3 separate regions of the Sus scrofa genome follow, and regions 1 and 3 are each linked to region 2. A link is a contact called in public HiChIP or PLAC-seq data. All regions are on one chromosome and are shown on one strand. The core of a region is the stretch at or near the end of the contact, and the rest is flanking DNA. Distances in the headings are between cores, read along the strand shown.

Region 1 (2,729 bases), core at 17-2,516, 370 kb after region 2:
CCAGAACCTCCATGGGTTCACCAGAACCTCACTGTTAAGGGTTGTTACAGAGGTAATGGAACCTAATGGATTGTAGGTATGATTGAATAAATCACCGGCCATTGGCAACTGAACTCAATCTCCAGCCAGGAACAGGGGGACAAAACCCAAATATTTATTATACTGTCTTTCCTGTCCCCAGCCCTGAAGGTCTACCCTGGTCCCCAGACTGCCTCCTTCCCCCTTGCGCTCAGTCCCTTTTCATCTGCCCCTGAAACCACGCCCCCAGGTTTTTGCCTGGGCAGTCCTTCACATTTTTGATGTCTTCAGATCTCAAGATCCCTCACCGCGCCACATCCTCCAGGCAGTCTGCCCTGCCCAGCGCTGCCTGTTAGGTCCCTCTGGCTGGGAGTGACCCAGTCCACTTCTGACTCCCCCTCACTGGAGCCCCTGGAGGGCAAAACCTGGACCGGTTTTAGAACCCCCACCTTCCAAGGCCAGGCCCTGACCAAGTTTCCTGCAAATGTTCCCAACTATCCACCTTTTGGGTCAGCTCCAGTGGTGGAAACTTTCCAGCCGGAGGAGGCCGCTTGTTTTGGAAAGTTCCTGGGGGAGCCGCCCCCGCCCGCCTGCCGGGTTCCCACGCTCCTTTATCGCTGTGCTCTTAGGGGGGCTTAGTGCTGTGCTGGCCTAGCTCCTCCCCAGCGGGCCGCCTCTGCTCTGCCCATCCCATCCCCTCCCCTCCTCTCCCCTCCCCTCCTCTCGCCAACAGTCTCTCCCCCGCCCCCACTCCAGCCTGGCCCAATCAAGCCCTCCTGCTACAGGTGGGGAAACTGAGGACTCGCAGCCACCACCCCATCCACGTGAACCCTGTGGCGGGGGTGGGGGTGGGGGGTTGATATCTGGAGGGTGCTGCTGTTCTGGAAGGGGTAGGGGGAGGAGGCAGCCTGGGCTGGAGGAGCGTCTGGCTTCGAAGTCTTAATCCCGGTTTAGTGTCTCGTGCCTCGGTTTCTCCAGATAACCCCGCAGAGGCCCAGCCTCCTTGCCTGGCTCCACCTCCTGCCTTGTGGCTGGGGCCTGCGCTCACTTACATCCATATGATTCTCTTTTGTAATATGAGGGGAAGCTGCCGCCGGCTCAACCCGCGATGCGAAGTGAATCACGCGCGCCGAGCTCGGGCCGGGGGTCTGCGGCCCATATGATTGTCCGGCCGCGCAGGACAGTTTAGGGGACCAGATTAACACGGGGGCTCGGGGCAGAAGGGCCTCGAACCCGAATCCAAGGCCTGTGTGCACCGTCCAGGCCGCGAGCGCCCCTCCTCCGCGGCGTGGGCGGAGCGAGGGGGCGGAGCGGGGTGGAGCCACCGCTCTTTTCTCTCGAGTTCGCGCGCCCCGAGCCCTAGCCGTCCGCTGCAGTTCCAGCCGACTCTGCGCCGGTAAGTGCGGCCCCGGGAGGGGTGCAGACTCCCCAGGGACCGAAGTCGGCTTGGCCCAGCCAACTCTCGGGTCCCCGCTGACTTCCTGCCCACCCCGCGCCCCCAGCTCACCACGATGGAGGCCGCAACCGAGTTCGTGGTGGAGAGCCCCGACGTGGTCTACAGCCCCGAGGCTATCGAGGCGAAGTACGAGTACAGGACGACGTGCGTCAGCCGCGAGGCTGGCGTCCTCAAAGTAGGCGAGGGACCGGGCTGGCCGTGAGGCTAGGGGGAACCAGGGAGCCGAGACCAAGCGGGAATTGCCCAACGTCTGCGATCTCCGCCCTGCGATGAGGGGGGAGGGGCCTGTGGTCCCCGACTCACCGCACCGCCTGTCCCCAGGTGCATCCCACGTCCACGCGCTTCACTTTCCGGACCGCCCGGCAGGTGCCCCGGCTGGGGGTCATGCTCGTCGGCTGGGGCGGGAACAACGGCTCCACGCTGACCGCTGCCGTGCTGGCCAACCGACTGCGCCTGTCCTGGCCTACGCGCACCGGCCGCAAGGTGGGGGAGTCGGGCGGCGCCTGGTAGAACCCAGGGCTCCGCTGGAATCCACGCAGAGGGGGAGGGGCTCTACGGAGGAGTGGGTCTTAAGGGGGCGGGGTTCCTCGCTGCGGGCGGACCCCGGGGCGGGGCTTCCACGGGGCGGGGCGGGCACTCCTCAGGGGGTCTTGTGGGGGCGGAGCCCAAGGTAGGGAGGACTTCGGGTTGGGACCTCCGGAGGGGAAGCAGCTCTTGCCTTGACTTGGAGCAGAGCTGAGGCGCCCGAAAGTAGGGCGGAGCTTGAGTGTGCCGACTCTTGGGCCTCCCCACGCCACGCCCACCCATCTCTCTGCCCTGTCTGCCGCTCCCCAGGAGGCCAACTACTACGGCTCGCTGACACAGGCTGGCACCGTTAGCCTAGGCCTGGACGCCGAGGGCCAGGAGGTGTTCGTGCCCTTCAGCGCGCTGCTGCCCATGGTGGCACCCGACGATCTCGTTTTCGACGGTGGGCGGGGCCCTGGGCCAGGGGTGGGGTGGGAGGCCGGGCCTGTGGGGGTCCAGGATCCCCGCCGAGCTTGAGGGTCCCCGCCCCCCCAGGCTGGGACATATCGTCGCTGAACCTGGCGGAGGCGATGAGGCGCGCGCAGGTACTAGATTGGGAGCTGCAGGAGCAACTGTGGCCGCACATGGAGGCCTTGCGCCCGCGGCCGTCGGTCTACATCCCGGAGTTCATCGCAGCTAACCAGAGTGCGCGCGCTGACAACCTCATCCCGGGCACGCGCGCGCAGCAGGT
Region 2 (2,831 bases), core at 14-2,513:
ATTGCGGCAGCCACAGTTATAACACTCCAAAACCGTCTCCCCCAGGGGCCCATCCTTGTGCAGAGTCACCTCTTTGCATTTTGCCCTCACGAGGTGATTTACGATGTGGCTGAAACCAGGAAATGATAAATAGTTAACACCCAAAGTTTGGCTTTTCACCACTTCCAATTTTTGAGCCCCGTTAAAAGTTCCGGTACCGTTCACGGTCCATTAACAGGAACGGTCACACCTCATCCATCTGGCATCCCAGGGGACCAGCCCGCCCCTGAACTGGCTCCCCACTGAGCATAAAAATCAATCCGACTCAAACCATTTTTAAGGAAAACTTCCCTAACACGTTTCACATAGTTCCTGCTTCTCCCCTGCTCTCACCCCTCCCCAGTTCCTGCTTTCTTAAATCCAACTTATCAGGCCTGACTGAATCTATCTCTGGGGCCAAGGCTGCTGTCCTGGAGAGGCAGGAGGCTTGCCCCTCCCACTGCTCCTCTTTGCTCCCTGTAGTTTCTCTGCTGCTCCTTTCAAAATCACTTCTCATGGCCCCTGTGCCTGCTTCCAGGAGCAAAATCCCTTCTCATTGCTGCAGGCCAGGAAACCTGATAACCAAATGTATTAGAAACCTGAGGACAGTAAAAAATATGGAGTGGGGGCAGGGGATGTGGGGTGGTCAGGACTATTTTCCGGAAGCACAGGGCCAGCTCTGAACTGTCTGAAAGCCCTGCCACCTTGGCTCTTTCCTTGCTGCGTGTGGCCAGGGCTCTGCCATCCTTCTCATTTCCAGCTCATGGCTCACCTAAGCCAGGGCCTTACTGAGTTCTCCAGTCACTGAATTCCACCCGCCGTCATGCCAGCCACACTCTGGGGCACCTCAGGCTCTCCCAGCCACCCCTGCCATCTGCGGCCTTGCTGCAGGTTTGTCAGATGCTAAGCATGCCTATGGGGCCTCCAGCCTTCCCTTTGCATCACCTTGGGAAACCCTCCTCCAAGCTACGGCTCAGATGCCAACATCCTAACCCTCTTTGGCCCCAGGAAGACTGTCAGATTATCTAACTAATCATCACTGCTCTCAGTACCTCCAAAGCCCCCCAATTCCCTCTGGAGCCACCACCACTGGCATTCTACCAGAATCAGTGATTTTCTCCTGTTTTTCTATGCTCACCTCACCCCATTACACTGGAAGCTTCCTGAGGACGAGTGGCTACCCCTTCACCCTCACAATCTGACCTTGCACAGAATACACAATACTGGTTGACTGAGGGTTTTCCCTTAGAGGCCCCTTGCTCACTTCCTTGATTTTGGCTCTGCTGACCGGAAGCTGGGGTTGCCAGCTAAGACAAGTTTTATTTAATTGCTTTTCCTGCAGAAGAGGAACTAACGCAAACAGAGTCACACTTACATTACCCAGAACATTCAGAAGACAGGATGCCAGTCTCTTCTGATTACTGTGAAGATGCTCTTCCTTTCCAATCTCTAAAGAAAACCAGCCCCCTTTCTTGCTTCACTCAGAACCCCACCACTAACTCCAAGGTGGCACAAGATCTGACTATCCTGTGTCCTCAGGCCACATGATGGTGAACCCTGGTCCACAGCTGCCAAAGCACAGGAAGAGTAGGGGCTCTGTACAAATAAACCTGCCTATGAATTCGGTCACTTTATTTCTCTAAAACACGAACCTCAGAGGAAGGTGACACCTTCCCTTTCCCCGAGGCATATGGAGGTTCCCAAGCTAGGGGTTGAATTGAAGCTGCAGCTACCAGCCTATGCCACAGCAACTCGGGATCCAAACTGTGTCTGTGACATAAAGCACAGCTCATGACAATGCCAGATCCTTAACTGACTGACTGAGTCCAGGAATCAAACCCTCATCCTCATGGATACTAGTCAGGTTCATTACTGCTGAGACACGACGGGAACTCCAAAGATGACTCTTGCTGGCAATTTGGAGCCTTGTCCCAAAGATATTCTGCTTTGCTTCTCTACGGCAATGGAATGAGTCGCTGCATATCATGGCAACCCTGAAGGAGCCACTAGGGCCAGACCCATGTCAGCAGTGGGGGCTGAGGAGTCCCACTTGAGCTTAGACAAACGGACTCTCCCCTGGAGTCCGAGTACCCGCACAATGCTGGTCTCACCCCAAACACAAAACAAGGGACCCAGTCACAGCTGCTGCTGATCAACAGCAGGAAGGGAAGCCCAGAGTCAACGGTCAAGTGAACTTAATTTAATCTGATGATTCAGGATCTGGCCCATATTAGCCTCAGGACTGCTCCGATGAGCTAAGGCCAGAGGGAGCCTCCTCAGGAAGCGGCTCCCATGGATGCCCATTAGTGTCTTGGGAACATCCTCCCCAGGCACCCAGTAATGAAGATGAATAGGCATGCCAGGAGCTCATCTTGCAGAAAAATATAAATAAAAACTGGGAACGAGAATTAAGCCAACCCTACTTGCATAATAAAAAGAACCGCAGAGAATAAATCAAGGGTAAATACATTAAAGCATTCACACACCACCATCTGTTTCAAGTTAAACCGGTCACAGAGGAGGGGAAAAAACCAGGTTTGTTAGCGTGATTTTATATTGTGCTTTGCTTCAACATTTCCATAATTTACACACAAATCTGAGCACAGCACTGATTAAAGACACATGCTCGGTTTGATTATCTACCTGCCAGAAGTATTTCCACGTCCATTACAGAACCACTTCTTGCTAGTATTACAGTAAACCACGCAAGCAGGATCGTGTATTCCGCAGTAACTAAAAAAGTCAAAACATCAACAGTTAAAGCTGGAGATCGCTCTCTGGTTTTAATTTGGCAGGATGTAAAATTCTTTCCT
Region 3 (2,700 bases), core at 27-2,526, 310 kb after region 2:
CTTAGACTGTGTTGTTAGGCTATTTTCCAGGGTCTCGGGTTTGCTTCCCTTTACCTCAGTGACATAGTAGTGGAAAAACCATGCTTGTGGATTGGAAAATACTACATTCTGTATGGGGCCTGTTGGTTCCCAGAGTTATTCCATATACATATAGCGTTTGAGCTCACGGTGACTTCAGGAAGCAGTGTGGTCACTCAGGGTGCTGCCTGTTTCTGGGGCAGAGTGAGGGCTCACTGAGAGATCTGGGCCCCTGCGCCATGCTGGCTTTTGCTGGGACGAGGATGCGCTGTCCATCAGCCCCAACACACAGCTGCTTCCTTGAAGGAAGCCACAGTTCCTCCATCATCCCTCCAGCCTGCAAAGAGAGTTCCTGTTTCCACCTTTGTCAGAGTCAATTCCTCGAAGTGGAATCTGCTGACAGGTCCTACTTGGGGAAGATTAGCTTTGGCATACAAGATTTCAAATGTCATGACCAGAGGGTTGATGGGGCAGCTGTTAAAGGAATCCTCGACAGACGTCTGTGATGAGTGCTTGGCGAACATCGTCTAAAGGGTTTTAGTCAGATGCCAAATGTGCACCAGGGTGTTTATAGCAATACCCTCTACATACGTGACACGTGTGGCAAAATGAGCATGGCCAGTAGCTATGTTTTACTTAGATGAGCACTTACTGTTATTATTGACTTGTTATCACTTGGCTGAATATTATTTGAGGTCATTGATACAGTTTAGGGAAAGGTTCTGTGGCTTTGATGTTTCCCTTGATTTGAGGGGGCATGGGTCCTCCCTTTGTCTAGGTCTTTTCTGTCAGTAGTCCTTGATGGGGCCTCCCGGTGTGCCCAGAGTCCCCAGGCATCCTTTACCCCCAGCCCCATTTCCCTAAGGCCAGTTGTTACCCTGGTGGGAAAGCAGGTTCAGTGAGATCATATGGCCCTGGCTACCCCAGCAGTGCTGATGGGGTTGAGGGTATAACCTCACTGCCTTAAAAGGCAGGAACAAAGGCATTCCCATTTCACAGATAAGAAAACTGAGCAGCTCAGGCATAAAATATGCAACCCAAGGCTACATAGCTAGTTAGAGAGTGGTCTCCCTCACCCTGAAAGTGCTTGGAGGCCTCTTGGCCTTGATTCCTCCTGTGTCAGGGTTTTTTTGTTTTGTTTTGTTTCATTTTTAAAAGGGTGTTGCAATGCTTTATTTTCCAGCGTTTGGTAACTTAGAGGTAGGAGCTGGAGGTCATGTGTGTGGCAGAGCCGGTTTGTGCTGTTCTGTTCATTGTTTTAGCAACCTAGTGAGTTTTTGCCAGCCCTGTGTGACCAAGCCAGAGAGTTTAAGTGTCTTACTTAGGTCACACAGCTCTTAATTTTTTTTTTTTTTTTTTTTTTTGGCTGCACCCATAGCATGTGGAAGTTCCTGGGCCAGGGATTGAACCCACACCATCTGAGCAATCTGGGCTGCTGCAGTGACAATATTGTATTCTTAACCTGCTGCACCGCAAGAGAACTCCAGTCACACAGCTTTTAAATGGCAGATCCTGAAGTGGAAGTGAATCTTCTGAGCTCAGTTCTGGCCCCTGAGACAGAGGTTTTACTTTCAATTCCCAGCAGCTGCTGATGGCCCCAGTGTGTCATTCCTGTTGTTAAGCCCTTGGTTCTCTGTCTCTGCCGAGAGTGGCTGATTGATGTGGAAGCCGGGCAAGTGCACTGCTTCAGCTTCTGTGAGGAAAGGATGGATGGGACACTGTCAGGTGCTGCCTTGGCTTTCAAGCAAGGCCCAGCCGTTCCCCCCAGCTCTGGGTTGGGTTCGAATGGCTTGACGTAGTATGGAGGAGGGGACTTGGACCTGGGGAGTTTTGCCTTGTCATTCCTGTGTATGTCTGTGAGTTTCATGTTGCTTTTCTCTTGTTCTCCTTAACCCAGGCCCTGGGGCAGCACAGCGTAGTAGTGATGAGAGGCTGGACCAGCCAAGGGCTTCCAAAGTTAACCTGATCTCTTACCCTGGTTGATTCTAGGGTCCTAGCCAGAAGGCCAGAAAGAGTTTGGATTGGACTGTGGCTCTCACTGTCGATACACGCGCCTGTCAGTGTCCACTCCGTTTGCCTTTCCTAAATAGACCTTCTGGTCCTCCTTCCACTTAGGCGGCTGACCTGGAGTCCCGCCAGTTTCTACTGCTGTGATGGCGCAGTTCATAAGCTGTTCCCTAAGTCAGATTTTGGGCCAGAGATAAAATGATTCTGTTGATGATTAGGAAGGCGGGAGACTTGAGCTTTCCTTCTAGGTGTTTCATGTTAGGGTGATGTTTGCTCGCTTAGAAGACTTGTTATTATGGTCACAATGAGAGAGGTCAGTGTGCTTCTCCTGTCGCTGAGGGAAGCCTCACTTTCTCTTCTACAGAGATTACCCTTGTAATAACTTTTTTTTTTTTTTAAGGGCCACACCCACAGCATATAGAGATTCCCTGGCTAGGGGTCTAATCGGAGCTGCAGCTGCTGGCCTACACCAGAGCCACAGCAATGCCAGATCCAAACTGCATCTGCGACCCACACCACAGCTCATGGCAACTCCGGATCCTTAACCCACTGAGCAAGGCCAGGGATCGAACCCACAACCTCATGGTTCCTAGTTTGATTCATTAACCACTGCGCCATGACAGGAACTCCTGAAAAGTTCTTTCTTGCACCTTCCCTGGTTTTATTTATTTTCAA

Evidence for each region. HiChIP or PLAC-seq counts read pairs in DNA pulled down with a chosen protein or histone mark.
Region 1: a contact with region 2 is called in an H3K27ac HiChIP or PLAC-seq map of alveolar macrophages. The contact joins the promoter of ISYNA1 here to the enhancer-like site in region 2. A contact is called at or near these places in 8 of 47 Hi-C or Micro-C datasets (alveolar macrophages, embryonic fibroblasts, fetal heart ventricle and 5 more) and 2 of 2 datasets of contacts at active chromatin or transcription factors (alveolar macrophages and skeletal muscle).
Region 3: an H3K27ac HiChIP or PLAC-seq map of alveolar macrophages shows a contact between it and region 2. The contact joins two enhancer-like sites. A contact is called at or near these places in 1 of 47 Hi-C or Micro-C datasets (embryonic fibroblasts) and 1 of 2 datasets of contacts at active chromatin or transcription factors (alveolar macrophages).

What each region holds. Positions count from the first base shown.
Region 1 is chr2:59,362,406-59,365,134 of Sscrofa11.1, forward strand. It overlaps ISYNA1 (a long non-coding RNA gene), which reads left to right and starts at 1,267. Exons shown (of 11, transcript XR_002341592.1): 1 at 1,267-1,414; 2 at 1,521-1,649; 3 at 1,796-1,957; 4 at 2,309-2,441; 5 at 2,534-2,727.
Region 2 is chr2:58,993,693-58,996,523 of Sscrofa11.1, forward strand. It overlaps UPF1 (regulator of nonsense transcripts 1), which reads right to left. Exons shown (of 24, transcript XM_021083471.1): 3 at 2,662-2,751; 4 at 1-109. Among named protein-coding and RNA genes, the nearest start is that of UPF1, 18 kb to the right of the region's middle. Within about 2 kb of position 1,264, at least 6 of the 83 cell types and tissues checked have an H3K27ac peak or open chromatin away from gene starts, as enhancers often do. A contact at or near this core is called in alveolar macrophages and retroperitoneal adipose tissue, where this site is marked.
Region 3 is chr2:59,301,190-59,303,889 of Sscrofa11.1, forward strand. The region is part of intron 2 of ELL (RNA polymerase II elongation factor ELL); the gene reads left to right. Among named protein-coding and RNA genes, the nearest start is that of ELL, 25 kb to the left of the region's middle. Within about 2 kb of position 1,277, at least 24 of the 83 cell types and tissues checked have an H3K27ac peak or open chromatin away from gene starts, as enhancers often do. A contact at or near this core is called in alveolar macrophages, where this site is marked.